Linked DNA regions of Mus musculus: region 1 is linked to region 2. A link is a contact called in public promoter capture Hi-C data. All regions are on one chromosome and are shown on one strand. The core of a region is the stretch at or near the end of the contact, and the rest is flanking DNA. Distances in the headings are between cores, read along the strand shown.

Region 1 (4,236 bases), core at 1,459-3,958, 3.5 Mb after region 2:
CTCCCCACCCTGTCTCTGCATTGAACTCAGGCTGCCCCAGTGAACACGAGGGGAGCTAGCAGAACCGATAGGGAACACTCCCAGCTCAACGAGGCCCGTGTTTCTAGGTGAGAAACATGAACACCTTTTCACTGTTACCTTGAGAAAAGTATGGAGAAATGTGTGTGTGTGTGTGTGTGTGTGTGTGTCCTCTCAATTTATTCATTTACAAGAAAAAGAAAGCAACTTTAATCCAGGTATCATGCTTTTACATGTTGCTAAGCCAACATATTAGATGATGTTTAACAACAGTGACGTCACTGACGTGGTTGTAAGTTCAACCTGCCTTGGATAAGATTTAATATTAAACACAAAATTACAACAAAATGTAACTTTTATTAAGAGCAAACCTTTAAATCTAAATTTCAAAAACGAGGTTAAAAATAAGCAACTGAATGCATGCCATGGAGAGCTGAAAAATCCAAGCCTTTAATTTATAAAGCTCTTTATCAGATGTAAGTCGAGAAAAGCTAGTGTTTGATACATAGAAATGCCAGGTCCCGGGACACCCCATCATGTCCTAACCCTAGGGTGCCCAAACCCAAGCACTGCAAAGTCCCTTATATAAAGTAGGACACTATTTGCAGACACCGTCCATCCCTTCTTAGAAGCTAAGTGTTAACCAGTTATTATACTGTTTAGGAAATAAGAAATGGAAATAAAAAGTCCACGCAGGTATAGAAGAGTTTAACCCAGAGGAGGCCTGAATCTGATAATGTGGAGCTTTGCATGAGCAGGGGCACTGGCCTTCGCTCTCTCACATCCTGCAGTTTTGTAACTGTAGCTTGGGCTAAGTTTATGCCTCTACCAGAGAAATGCTTTGGCATGGCTGTCGCTGTGACAGAACTCTGAGTAGACATTTCTTAAAACTCTGCACTCCACTTATACTCATACAACCCTAATATTTAACACTTGAGTGCTAAGTATTGTAGAATAGCTAAGAGACTTAGAACCAACCGGAGAGCGTCTCTACTGTCCAGAGCTCAAAGTACATGCAACAGAGCTGACGGACGAGGCAGGAAAAACTGTTGTGTTCGAACAGCCTTTAAACTCTGCAGATGGGAATTTCAGAGGGATGTAAGTTATGCTATTTGATTACTGGAATCTTCGCGCTTCAGTGTGAAGAGTCACAGAGCTCGTTCATGTATGGGTATGTGGTATATTCTAGATCTAAAACTTAGCAAAACCCCAAGAGGAACTCAGCCCATCAGGTACTTTACCCAAGGCAAGGGCAGCTTCCACGGCATACTTCTTTTGAACAATACCCGCTAGAATTTCTGCCAGAGTCAAGTATTGTAGTCTTTAAAGAACTGCTCTTCAACACAAACTGTCATTTCAAATGAAGCAGGATCAACCTCAAGCATAATGCTGGCAGTAAAGTGGTTACCATATGCTTGCCACATTTGAAAGGGTGTCTCCAAACACACCGGAGACAGCATTTTGGTCTAACTCGATTTTAGAAGTAGGATGACATTATGGCTTTCATTTACAACTAGAACGGAGGATCTGGGGATTCAAATAACCATCTGGGGAAATTCGGGTTTTTTTTTGTTTTTTTTTAAAGATGACATTTACATTTTGCAGTGTTCCAGAAAAAAGTATAAAGCCACCCAACAGCTGTCTTGTTAAGCGAAACTGATTAAAAATCTCAAAGTCTTCCAGGAGTCAATGTTTATTCACTCTAAAACATCCTAAGTACGTTTAAGAGAAACATTTCTAAGACAGTAAGTTTTCTGATATAGGCAGATCAAAACATTAAAAAAGAAAATCCTTTGCAAAGAGGTAATGTAAGTCAGCTAGTCGAAAAATCAATTTAAAAGCACACGGCTTTTTGTACCTACAGAAAAGGGCAACATTATTTTCTATTAATTTTGAAAGAACTAAGTCTGTCTCAAAACCCATAAATAAAATGACTATCTACAAACTCAAAGACCATGGACACCGTGGCAGAGGTCACATTTTTCCCAGGACGCGGGGGACAAGTGACTACAATTATATCAGAGTTTTTTCTTTTAAAAACCAGACTAACAGATCAGGTGTTGAGCAATTCCTCCACTGTCAACATCCTAGTCCGGATGAACCCTGCTCTGCACAAAAGTGACAGCTCCAGGTATGTCAACTGCAAACCCCAGCGTGTCCCAGAGCCTGTGCACACATCACCTACGTGAAGGTAGAGGAATCTCTGAGGGTCTAAGCCAGCCGTCAGGAATCCCCTCCTAATTGGGCAATTCCTAATTCGTCAGAAGTCACCTAAAGTTTGCTGCGTGGGAGAGGTGTGGGCAGGGTGACCAGCCCTTCCTTATGTCCAGTTTCCTAAGCACCCTCTTCGGCCCAGGCTAACCGATGCCCAAGGCAAGAGCGAGTGACAGTCAGGGCGAGCAGTGCCCGAGACCGCTGAGCCCCGTGGCCCTGTCTCCACCGCGGTCGGGGGGCGGTGGCTCGGGGCCTGCTGCCCGAGGCTCGATACTGACCCGAGGTCGCGGCTGCCGAGCCCAGGAGCACCGCGCAGAGCAGCAGCAACGACAGCCTGACGCGGACCTGCATCCTGCTCTCGAAGGTCGAGAGCCCTCGCCGTCGCCGTCGCCGTCGCCGCGACCAACTCAGCCGCTGCCTCTGTGCCGCCGCCTCGCAGCCGCTCTTCCTGCTCAGGTTCCTTCTTCGCCCCTTCCCAGGCCTCCCTGGCCCAGAGCGCAGCCAATCCGCGCCCGCCGCTCCGTCCTCCTTGGCCAATGGCCGTGATCGCCCCACCCCACACATAGTCACGCCCCCTATGTCATCTTTTAGCCAATCATTGTGTACAGTTGTCATACCAGCTTTCCCGGTTGGACCACGGCCTCACCGACATGGCCCCAGCTAATTGGTAGCGCCTGAATCAGCGGCTCGAAGGCGGGGGAACCCTCATCCAGGACTACAACTCCCACCATGCACCGCACTAGATTTTTCTCGGCCGATGCTCTTGGGAGATGCAGTTTAGCATAAAGTCAGGTTAGAAGCCGCAGGTGGCTGAGGGCATAAGGAGTTTCAAGAAAATGATTCACTGGACTCTTGCGTTTGAACCAGAATAATTATCAAGGAACAGATATCAAACGGTTAAGAACTTGCAAGGTTGCTAAGTATTTCTTTTTAATTATTTTGAGAACTTGAACTGGACATGATATGAACGCTGAGAAATAAGCTATACCTGAACTGAAAATTTTAAATATTTAGTTAAAAAAAATACTTAAGTCTTAAAAAAAAAAAGCTTAGGTGAAGCAATACGTGAAGTTTACAGAGCCAGCAGTACAAGACAATGCCGCTTGTCATTTCCCTAATAAAACAAAAGGGAAGAAATTCCTACCAGTGGAGATTAGTTCAGCTCCTGTGATTGTTTTCACTAAGGCTTCCATATATATTAGCCACTCAATAAATGTTCTAACAGCTCTCCCAAACCCTTCAAACACTGGTCCTCATTCTTCTCTAGTGAAATATTGCAATGCTCTCTTTTTCCTTGACCAGAAAAGGGATTAGATGGTTTGTGTGGCCACAGAGGTGAGAGCCAAGGCACTTCAGGGATTGCAATAGTTATGTAGTAAGTACCGATGCACGCACAATCCCTTTGAGTGGCAGGGCAGCATCTTGATGCTTTTCAGTCTTCTTAATCAAATTGAATCCTTCTAAGATTTATTTTCCAGCACTGCATACAGAACTCAGCAGGGGGTTAGGGGGGAAAGTCTTTCCTGTCTCAGTGTCTTGACTTCTCTGAACACTTGTTTTCTATCTTTTTTGGCAGTCATTATTTTTAGGAAGATGTTAAAAAATTAGCTGCTGTACGTTTGCATCAGAGGGCATGGGGAACAGTTTCCCCCATGCCCCCCAACACCCCCTCAGTGTGTGTGTGTGCGTGCACCATGCGCATAAAGGTGTATAGGATGGAGGTTAATGTCAGGGTTCGTTCTCAATTGATCTCTACCTTCTCCACCTTATTTTTTGAGACAAGGTCTCAACATGGGCCTTGTTGATTCATCTAGCCAAACCCTGGTTTAACTAGGATGTCCCAAGGATTCTCATGTCTGCTCTGCCACAGTAATGGGATTCCAGGCCCATGCTGCTGTGCTTGCTTTTAAAAAACCTGGGTTCTGAAGGATGGAGCTAAGGTCCTCAATATTAGATCTCAGGGTGTCTGAATATTCAGAAATGAGCTCCAGCTGGACCACAGGA
Region 2 (4,421 bases), core at 1,050-3,549:
TATTTTTTATTAGACATTTTCTTTATATAGATTTCAAATGCTATCCTGAAAGTTCCCTATACCCTCCCCCACGCCCTGCTCCCCTACCCACCCACTCCCACTTCTTGGCCCTGGCATTCCCCTGTACTGGAGCATATAAAGTTTGCAATACCAAGCGGCCTCTCTTCCCAGTGATGGCTGACTAGGCCATCTTCTGTGTAGCTGTTCTTATATACACCAGGAGAGCGCATCCAATCCCATTACAGATGGATGTGAAACACCTTGTGGTTACTGTAAATTGAACTCAGGACCTCTGGAAGAACAGTGTTCTTAACTGCTGAGCCATCTCTCCAGCCCTTGCTAACTCTCTCTCTCTCTCTCTCTCTCTCTCTCTCTCTCTCGCTGTTGTTGTTAAACAGTTTAATTTTTTTGACCTCCAGCTTTGTTTGTTTGTTTTTAAATAACTTAACAGTCACACCTCTAAGTTGGTGTACTATGTACAGATCATACAGAATGAATATGAAGAGATATAAATTGGTCATGCCAAAAAAGATTGACTAGAGTACAGAGTCATCTTCATAAATACATATAAAATTCTTATGAAGATAGAGGGGATTGCCAGGTTTTCTGAGGCACTTTCCAAAGTTATTCAAGGCACAAAATATACACCATTGTGAATATACATATTCTAGACTTTGTGTCTCTGACACAGCCCAAAGATTTGGCTTCATGGCTATTATAACACTAAATATACTGAATGAAATGGTTTCTTGGGTGAAAAAGCCAGACCAATAACCATCATATAGATAATTACTCCAAAATATGGAGAATACAAATACAAGCACTGTATTTTAAAAAGCAAACACAAAAGATCATGTAAATCCAAAAGTGTTAATTGTTTCAAGTTTCCATTTTGGATCATTTAGAATCTAGACAAGTTGGTTCCCAGCTTATCCATCACTTGTCTGTAGTAAGGAAAATGATTCTAAAAAGTCAACATGGTTTTCAGTATTTAAAAAATAGGTAAAAAGTATGTAAAAGCCTCGAGAGACCAATAATATCCAATAGCTTCAAAAGATAAACTAAAGACCCTTAGATGTAATCAACTTTACCAACATCTGTCCGTGTCTGTTTAATATTTACAGGGAAAATATACTCACTATAATTTTTTATAGAATGGCAAGTAGGAAGTTGATGTAGGAGATGTAGAAGGGCAAAGAGAACTCAGAAAGTCTTTCTATTATGTAACTTTTGCTTTAGAATCATCAAAAAGCAACTACTTCCCCTCATACTCCTTTAAGTTTTGCACTGCATAGGAAATTTCATTCTCAACTCCATTCATGTTAACGCCTGTTGGGTCACTGGAGTCTTCGTTCCTGTCAGATTCGTGGGTCCCATTAGTATCATTAGTTTCAGAATTTCTATTGTCAGTGAATGGGGTCCCAACCACCTTATCAGGATTAGATGTTTTGTTGGACAGCTCATAGTCTGCTTTGCTCTTTTGTCCTCCAAGAAGTCCAATACCTTCTACATTTTTTTTATTGTTGTTGTTCAAAACCTTTTCCACCAAATCTAATTGATACTTCATCGTCATAATTTTCAGCCACCCCCTTGCTTCCTCCTCATTCAGTGGCTCTGTCTTACCTATTTCACACATCTGGTCAACCACAAAATTCCCCTCATCGAGTTCTAGACTGTTAAAAGCCAGGGACTTTAACAGATGCAGTAGAGTTTGTGCCCACTACTAATAGTAATGCCACTGTGCATTGCAACAGCAAATAATCCATAGCTGTCATTAGTCGGCTTGGTGCTCCATTCTTCTAGTGACAGCTTAAGAGGTATCAACAAAGGAGTGTTGGTCTTGGAAAGTCCACCACCATAACAATCAAACTCCAGTAGCAGCAAAGCATTTCAGATGAATAGTGATAATAGGCATTTTGTCAAACCAGAGACTTCGCTTTGCTTCCGTATAATAATGGCAATTTTCACAGAAATATTTAACCTCTCCTACAATTCTCTCCACTGAAACAAGGTTTCATTTCATTTCTCTCAAGGTCTTCGTTTCAACAGGAATAGCTGACTCACTCATTAGAATTCTAATTAGAATCTAATGCCTACTTAAAATCTACAGATCCAGAATTACATCATCCATTAAACATGGATCTATACTTTGACTCCTTAAATTATTCTCAGTATGATTCTTTGTCGGTATCTTAGCAGACAAGGAAAGGTTTTCCTCTGGCTCAGGGACCACAGCTGTGGCCTCTAGTCTAAGGAACAGAAAAGAACTACAAATCCCGGCAGGCCTCGCGGCACCGGCTTCTGTAGGCGCTCTGGTGGCGAAAGCACTGTTTCCTGGAATTTGGGTTCCGGGCTGCGCGGCGCAGCTTCCCTACCCTCTGGTGAGTAGCACCCGCGCACAGAGTCCTGGCCAATCCCGCTGCCAGATTGTGCGGGACGTGGAGAGCGGTGGGTCCGGTGCAGATGTGCTCCGCGACGTTTGAGCTCAGGCTCTGCCGCCCAGACGAAGCTGGGAGGAAACTCGAGCCTGTGACCCTGTCACCCTAGCTGGCGAAACCACGTGGTTCAGGTGACTCGCAGTGCCCCGCCCCCTTGGCTGTGACTCTCTCGCTCGGTGTCCTAGAGGTCCTTAGTGTGGACTGGCCACTTGGGTGGCCCAACCTTGCGTGCCCTGGAGTAGGCAGAGGTGAAGAGGGGCTACGAGTGGCTCCGCCGGCAGCCTTCAGACATCGGTGACCTTGTGGGCTCCCACGCAGAGGTAGCTGGGGCGATGAGCGTGGAGTGGTGAAGAGCAGGGGCCTCCCCAGAAGTCAGGTCACCTAGGCTTGCTACAGGCTCCAGTCTCCTTAACTCCCCAGTACCTTGGAGACTTCCAGTGCTTCCAGCAGATGTGCGGAGAGAAGACTTTCATAGTACAGCTGTCCCAGACTTCGTTGACATTTACTTGCCACGAAAGTGAGAAGCTTAGCGCTTAGTAGGCGCTCAAGATATAGTTGCGGAGTTGCTAGGAATTGGATTTTGTCCTGTGACAATTTTTCTTTAAGCGTCTTCTTGTCACTGTGGTTCACAGGCTGTGTGTATGTAGTGTGCAGCAGAGTGATGTGGAGGGCTTGTTACTACACAGAATTCAGCCCACTTCCTCTTTAAACTTCTGATTTTAGTGTGATATTTGAACTCTGGGATCGGCATGTCCAACATGAACCCAGGAGATGCCATGTCGCTACCCCGGGGACTATAAGTTTGAATGCTATTTTATAAGAAAAAGTCCATATCGATTTGTCACACTGGGTTATGGTGTGTGTGTGTGGGGGTGGGGGGTGGGGTGGGGGGTGGTTGTGTCCCTGTGGCTAGCTTCGATATTGTAGTTGTAGCACTCATGGCACCTGCTTTACACACTGCAACCCAACCCCATTACTTTATGTACATATATCCATGTAGTTTTGCCACCTGGGTCCTTTTTATCCTGGATTATATTCTCTCTTATTTTACTGTGGTATTTGGCTGATACTCAACGGGCCTTATGGTGTGAGATTTTAACTTCTGAGAGAATTTATCACACTTTATTTCTTTCCAAACATACCCCCTCAGTCCCCTCCTTGCCAGAGACTGGACTGGTGAATGGCTAGAGTGCTTGGTATAGCCATCCATCCCTGTCTTGTCTCCCAGTAGGACACACCCTGCCTGGGTTATCTAGGACTAAATGTCCGAGACAGAGAACCACTGGCCACTCCAGCCAATTCCTTGTTCATATGCACTCTGTTGGCGGCACAGACACACGTGGACTCTAGCATTTGTTCCCTTGGCTCCTTTGGGCAATTTCTTCTACTGCCTTGTCTGTAGAGTGAAGCTCCAGTGGTCTGTACTTGAGAATCTAGTTGTGCAAGTTATGTGAGCTATTTATTTGAGCACTTCTGGAAGCTCACTCACTTCTCTTACCTGCTGCCCGCTGCTCTTGCCCTTGAGTTGTTAGTCCCCCTTCCTAAGGTGAGCTGAGTGGAAAAAGTTCTCTTGTGCTGGGGGAGATTTATCTTGCTTATCTGCTGAGAAACCTTGGCATTGGTCTGGGATTCCTTAGTTTAATTAGTATTGATCCAAGCAAGTTCTGTCCATTACACACTAAGAAGTGTAGTTAAAACTCACTCTTGCATTGAACGTTACCTAACTGTAGGATGGGGAAGACTGGGAGCCTCCTCAGGCCATGTTCCTGGGCATGGATTCGTCATTGCCTGCTTTCTCCAAGAGTATATTTGGGTCTTTTCTGGTTTGGAAAGTGTTCCAGAAAGAAAAACAAAAACAAAATGTATATTTGCCCAATAATCTCTATAGGAAATGGAAGGTAGCCAGGGTCACTGTTGGGGACAAATAGAGTTTTCTTCCTAAATGACTCCCCTCAGCAGGGTTCTCTTCTTCACCGAGGTGGT

What was found. Promoter capture Hi-C pulls out the DNA fragments that hold promoters and counts their contacts.
Region 1: a promoter capture Hi-C map of pre-B cells shows a contact between it and region 2. The contact joins the promoter of Sel1l here to the promoter of Adck1 in region 2. A contact is called at or near these places in 2 of 39 promoter capture datasets (cranial neural crest and pre-B cells).

Annotation. Positions count from the first base shown.
Region 1 is chr12:91,846,449-91,850,684 of GRCm38.p6, forward strand. Sel1l (sel-1 suppressor of lin-12-like (C. elegans)) reads right to left here and starts at 2,709. Exons shown (of 21, transcript NM_001039089.1): 1 at 2,511-2,709. The coding sequence starts at 2,583.
Region 2 is chr12:88,358,215-88,362,635 of GRCm38.p6, forward strand. Adck1 (aarF domain containing kinase 1) reads left to right here and starts at 2,300. Exons shown (of 11, transcript NM_001277297.1): 1 at 2,300-2,381. It also overlaps the pseudogene Gm5655.